Linked DNA regions of Salvelinus alpinus: region 2 is linked to region 1. The links are chromatin contacts, called in public Hi-C maps. All regions are on one chromosome and are shown on one strand. The core of a region is the stretch at or near the end of the contact, and the rest is flanking DNA. Distances in the headings are between cores, read along the strand shown. Region 1 holds the start of LOC139533737 (fish-egg lectin-like). Region 2 holds the start of e2f7 (E2F transcription factor 7).

What was found. Hi-C and Micro-C count contacts between places; a contact is called where the count stands out from the background.
Region 2: a contact with region 1 is called in a Hi-C map of muscle, with 2.8 times the contacts expected there. The contact joins the promoter of e2f7 here to the promoter of LOC139533737 in region 1. A contact is called at or near these places in 2 of 3 Hi-C or Micro-C datasets (liver and muscle).

What each region holds. Positions count from the first base shown.
Region 1 is chr11:21,516,565-21,519,809 of SLU_Salpinus.1, forward strand. It overlaps LOC139533737 (fish-egg lectin-like), which reads right to left and starts at 1,528. Exons shown (of 5, transcript XM_071332054.1): 1 at 1,383-1,528; 2 at 1,034-1,267; 3 at 639-856; 4 at 389-507. The coding sequence starts at 1,437.
Region 2 is chr11:21,663,107-21,666,351 of SLU_Salpinus.1, forward strand. e2f7 (E2F transcription factor 7) reads left to right here and starts at 1,757. Exons shown (of 13, transcript XM_071332061.1): 1 at 1,757-1,945; 2 at 2,635-2,727. The coding sequence starts at 2,635.

The sequences.
Region 1 (3,245 bases), core at 278-2,777:
AAACATGTTACATTTTTTTTTTTACAAATAATTGATGTGTCTTTGCATCCGTAGCTCCATGTATGGATTTGAGAGTGGTTACATGTCTCTAACTACATTCCTCAGCTGTTTACCAAAACAAGTGGTGGGGTGTCTGGGAAGTTGTTGTTTCTATCACAAACTGTAGCTTTACAAGACATCCCACTTTTACATATTTTATCATACAATGTCTATACATTTCTTTATAAGTCCTATAAGTTTAGATCTGATTATATTTGACTGATTTTATTTATGTATCTACAGTATTTTAGTTGTTGTGTAAAGAGCTTCACAAAGCATGTACAGTAAGGATAAGAATTATAATTAAAGGTATACCATTATTATACACATAGTTCAGTAGCATCCTTACCTGGTAAAAACATCACCCGCAGAGTTGACCCCAAAGACACTACCATCAGTTGCCACCTCAATCATGGAAAGCTTGCCATCAATGTGACTCCACCCGTTGTTTTGGCAGTCTTGATTCAGCTGGAAAAACAGATTCAATCAGGGTTTTAGGACCATTTGAACAGTTATAATATGAAACAGTTTTGGAATAACTGACACTCTCCATCCTCTACTACTCTGCTCCAGCTCTCACACTCTTTCCCAGATCTTACACTCATTAAGAAGATATCATCATTCTTGTTGACTGCCCAGCACCCAAAGGGTCCACAACTGTAGTACTTCACAGCTCCTGGCAATCCTGTCCATGGAAGGGGTGAGCCTGGACCCTTGTAGCCAACTGTGGCACTACGTGTCAGACAGAATGGAGTATCGTCCATGTTAGCCCCCACAATAAACTGTGCACCTCCAGCATCCAACTGTTTCAGAAGGCCTGAAGACCACAAAGACAGACAGACGGACGGACAAGCAAACAAGGAGCACATATCTGTGAGTACTGCCAAATGACCTACAAGTTACAATTTAAAAAAAAATCAACAGCCTGATGATATCAGGAAAGCTAAAAAGAAGGTGTCGTCTGGATAAATATTGAGTAATGCTTTCCACTTACCGGCAGCTTGCACCCAGTTACCGGCCACATACTTGTAGATTGAGTCTGCCTTGTTGACACCCCAGATCCCTGCTGGTCCTACAGTGATATGCTTCAGAGAACCAGGCAGGCGGATCCATTTATCACCTACCAGGTAGTAGGGGATTTGACTTGTGTCCGTAGCAACCACTTGCCCCAGTCCTGCATCGATCTGCATCAGATTCTTGATGTTTACTACCTCCTGACAGTCCCATGCTATGGAGACAAACACATATGAGTAGAGTACACCAAGAAAAAGGAGGATGACATTATGGAGCAAACTTCATCAACTCCAAGTTGAGCAAGCATGTTTCAGATGATGGTAACTTACCATGACTGACGGCCAGGAGACAGAGGACCAGTAGGACGGCTGCAGTGACTCTCATGATGTCTCTGTAGATCTACAGTATAAGTTTGGTTGTACACCAGACTTCAATTGTCCCCTTCCAAGACTGAGCTTTTATAGCCCTGCACATACCTTTCACCAATGATGGGTTCCTGTTCCACCTGTTAAACGAAGACTTGATGGTGTCCGGTGTCCGGGAGAGAGGAAAGTTGTGTTAATGTCACCTGATGACAAAGATCATTCCTTTGTTCTTCTCATGTTTTCTGTGTTTACATTGTAATATGCATTTCCTATGTTTACATTTTGAAATACAGTGCCAATACAAAGTCCACACTCACCTTCGATTTCTTCACATTTTTTATTACCAAGTGGGATTAAAACAGATATAATAGCAATTTTTTGTCAACCATCTACACAAAATACTCTGTAGTGTCAAAGTGAAAGAAAACTGATATTCTTTTAAATTAACGCAATATAAAACACAAATGTACCTCGATTATATACGTCCCCCCCCCCCCAAGTCAATACATGGTAAAAACACCTTTGGCAGCGATTACAGTCTTCTTGGGTTAGTCTCATAAGAGCTTTGCACACCTATATTGTGCAATATTTGCCCATTTCTCTTTTAAAATCTTCTTCAAGCTATACTCTATATACAAAGTATGTGGACACAACTACAAATTTGTGAATTCAGCTATTTCAGCAACTACCGTTGCTGACAGGTGTCTAAAATCAAGCCAACAGCCATGCAATCTACATAAACAAACATTGGCCTTACTGAAGAGGGTCAACCCTGCTAGAGCTGCCCCGGTCAACTATAAGTGCTGTTATTGTGAAGTGGAAACACCTAGAAGCATCAACGGCTCAGCCGCGATGTGGTAGGCCAAACAAGCTCACAGAACTGGACTGCCAACTGCTGAAGTGTGTAGCGGGTAAAAATAGTCTGTCCTCGGTTGCAACACTCACTTCTGAGTTCCAAACTGCCTCTGAAAGCAATGTCATCACAAGAACTGTTCGTTGGGATCTTCATGAAATGGGTTCCATAGCCGACCAGCCGTACACAAGCCTAAGATCACTATGCGTAATGCCAATCGTCAGCTGGAGTGGTGTAAATTTCGCCGCCATTGGACTCTGGAGCAGTGGAAACGCCTTCTCTTGAGTGATGAATCCCGCTTCACCATCTCAAATAAAATAAAATAAAATTGTGTTTGTCACATCCGCCGAATACAACAGGTGTAGACCTTACAGTGAAATGCTGTGTATCGGAGGCGAAGTCAGGTGCAGGAGAGCAGAGTGTAGTTAACAGGCACACTTTTTATTTCGGTCAAGCAGTGAAATGCTTACTTACAAGCCCTTAACCAACAATGCAGTTGAAATAAATAAGTATTAAGTAAAAAATGGATAAGTAAAAATTTAAAAACAAATATTTAAAGAGCAGCAGTAAAATAACAGTAGCGAGGCTATATAGAGGGGGTACCGGTACAGAGTCAATGTGTGTGTGTGTGGGGGAAGGGCACAGCTTAGTCGAGGTAATTGAGGTGGCAGTCCGACGGATGAATCTGGGTTTGGCGGATGCCAGGAGATAGCTACCTGCCCGAATGCATATTGCCAACTGTAAAGTTTGGTGGTGGAGAAATAATGGTCTTGGGATGGTTTAAGTGGTTCAGGCTAGGCCACACTAGGTCATATAGTGTCACGATCTTCGTTGGGAGAAAGAGAGGACCAATATGCAGCATGGTAAGTGTTCATCTTGAATTTATTTAGAAAAGAGAACACTGAACGAACTAACAAAAATAACAAACAACGAACATGAAGCTATCGAATAAAGTGCTGACACAAAACACTACA
Region 2 (3,245 bases), core at 507-3,006, 150 kb after region 1:
TGACGAGCAGAGATGCATAGTAACAGCAGTCCAGATACGAAACATTACAGTAAAGGTTTTTTTTTTTAAATGGAGCCCATCCAAAATGTCAGCAGTTGGAAGACATTTTGAGTCGTTTAAAGGACTGCAAATATTGGCTAACGCTCCTCAGACTAATACACATTGATTTTCCACAATTCCCAGGGACCTGTTAAGGAAATGTCAGGGTGGCATTCTGAGGCAATTAGAGTGGGAGGCTGGATGCCTCTATTCCACCGTGCCAAACATAATGTGACTGACCAGAGTTAAAGTCTTTGGAGTTCAATATGAATGTTATTTTAGAATGTATCAAAGATGCTAGAACAATTTGTGGATTCTAATATTGGTGCAGAGGGGAAATCTGATGTGACATTTAATGGGTAACATTTATGAGCCTCTGAATGATCTATACCCAAAGAGGTGGGCAATAACTCTTGTTGCCAGTAAACAAACTCTCTCCCTAAGTAAACTTCATATAATAAGATGCAAGTAATGATAACTTCACAGAGGACATTGAATACGATGCTTCACAACAAAGTAATCCTACGGTTTTTATTTTAAACAAAAGGCAATGTCACAACACTGCCTTGGTAAGACAGACAGACACACTTGTGATTACTAAGCAGAATGGGCTATCTACTGTAATGGATCCAGTTACATAGCCTACGATCAGCTCTTTGAGTGACAAATAGAGCTTCTCAGAGAGAGAACAACAGGTTTCAAATCCACATTGTTGTTGAAAGTATGTTGCCATCCACCCTGTTCATGCAGAGAATGCAACATTGCACATTTTACATATTAGTCCTTCAGCAGACACTCTTGTCCAGAGTGACTTACAGTTAGTGCATTCATCTTAAGATAGCTAGGTGGGACAACCACATATCACAGTCATAGTAAGTACACTTTCCCTCAGTAAAGTAGCTATAAGCAAAGCCAGAGCTAGAAGGGGGGGGTTCAAGAGCAAGTGTTGCTTCAGGAAAGTTTTTTTGGGGGGTGAGGTTTAGGAGGGGGATTATTTAAAATACTCTTTGAAGAGGCGGGGTTTCAGGTGCTTTGGGAAGATGCTATCTCTCTGAAAACAGAGATATAGCATAGGCAACCAGGACCAATCAATAGCCAATTGTTCTCCATTCCTAATTTTGCACTGTTTACATTTACAATACAATAATTGCTAATACATTAAATATGCAATCCCATGTATCTGAAAAACATTCTGTTTTTTTTGTGCAAATAAATCAATAATATGAATTATATATTATTTTTATAAACCTACATTTTTCAAAGTAAACCGTCTTGAAATATTGGGCGGGGATTATGTGATAACCCGGACAACTCGAGGGACTGGGAAAGCCTGAGGGCGGGACCCTGGGTATTGGGCTACTCAGTTTACAACTTTTCGCGCGGTGTCACAGGTAGAATGAGCGCCACCCACTCCTGTCCCATCTGTTTCCCTGAGCCACGCAAGCTAATTAGAGGGAACCGCAGTGGGTCCGTAGTCGATACATGCAACAACAACGCCTCTGTGATTAAGGTTATTAATAGGGTTTCTAAGTGCGCGGCTATGCCACTCAAACACCATGAACAGCAGCAGTCAAACTGAACAGCATGACTCCCAGTCAAGTCCGCGCGGACTGCCCCGCCAAGAAATCTTTAGAGGCGTGGTTGTTGCCCCTTGCCTATTGGATAAATCAATTGTACGCGTCACAACATCTAGATGCTGATTGGCTCGACTGAGTGAAACACATGAGCGCCAGAAAAAAATGCTTTAGCGGGTGTTTTTGGTTGTAGCTATTCCTGTTGAGTAATGCAATTCCAACACAAGTAACTTTAGCGGGACAGGAGAAACTTTACAGCTGGATATTAGAAGAAAGCCCGCTTATTTAAGAAATGAAAGTTATGTTGATTTGAGTTAAACAACGTACCACCAGTAAGTCTGTGCAATTAGAGATACTGTACGTTGGTATTGACAACTTTATCTTCTTACGTTACGTAGGAAACGCTGAAGAAGGTGAGTAAATAATAATCACTAACGTTAGCTAGCCTAGCTACAGTAAGTTAGATGACAGCCAGCAGGTAAATAATGTAGTTAGGTATGTATGTATTAAGTAAATAGACATGTTTTATTTATTGATTAACAGTATATATACTTTTTGTCTTGCAACCTGGTAGCTTTTAGCTAGCTAAGTGTCACGTTGAATGGATCAGTATTAATACTCAATTTGCCCCAAGAAAATACTTCCCAAGATTGCATCATTTTTTTGGTAAAGTGTTTCCATTGTGTACTATAGCTACAATTTAGCTATTTATTGTGTATTCGTCTTGCCATCAGGACTTTTACAGTAGCAGTATTCAGTACTGAACGTGTCAGAATTAGATGTGATAGTAGATAGCTAGCTTGTTAGCTAGCTAGAGTCATCAGCTAACGTTAGGTGGGCTAAGGTCTTTGCGCCAAAATCTTCTGACCACTGATATCTTATGGCCCTGTAATAGATCGATCTATTTGCTGCATTTGGCTATAGCAAAGTAGTGACTGAAATATGACTGTATGAAACTAAATAATGACCTTTCTGCACAGTTCAGAGACAAATTAATATGATATGGCTAATTGTTTTTCAGATGGAAGTTGAATGTCTAGCTTTGAGAGATCTCATCAGTCCAAAGAAGAGCAAAGCAGACATGGAGGAAGTTGGAGGCAGAAATGATCAGAAGGTATGTTTTGATTCCAAGTCAAATGAACCCTTCAATTCCTTTATTATTATTTATTATGAATCCTTATTGAAGAGACACTCAGAAACCATCTTCAGAGTCAATTCCTCTTTTCGTGAATTTGTAGCACCGTTATATGACATGCCTGGAGAGTCTTGAAATAAGATTCTTTCTCACATGAACAAAATCAATCAATCAAATAGATTTATAAAGCCCTTTTTTTTTTTTTTTTTACATCAGCTGATATCTCAGTGCTGTACAGAAACCCAGCCTAAAACCCCAAACAGCAAGCAATGCAGATGTGGAAGCACGGTGGCTAGGAAAAACTCTAAGCCAGAACCTAGGAAGAAACCTAGAGAGGAACCAGGCTCTGAGGGGTGGCCAGTCCTCTTCTGGCTGTGTCGGGTGGAGATTATAACAGAACATGGCCAAGATGTCCAAATGTTCATAGATGACCAGCAGGGTCAGATGATAATAATAATCACAGTGGTTGTAGAGGGTGCAACAGGTCAGCACCTCAG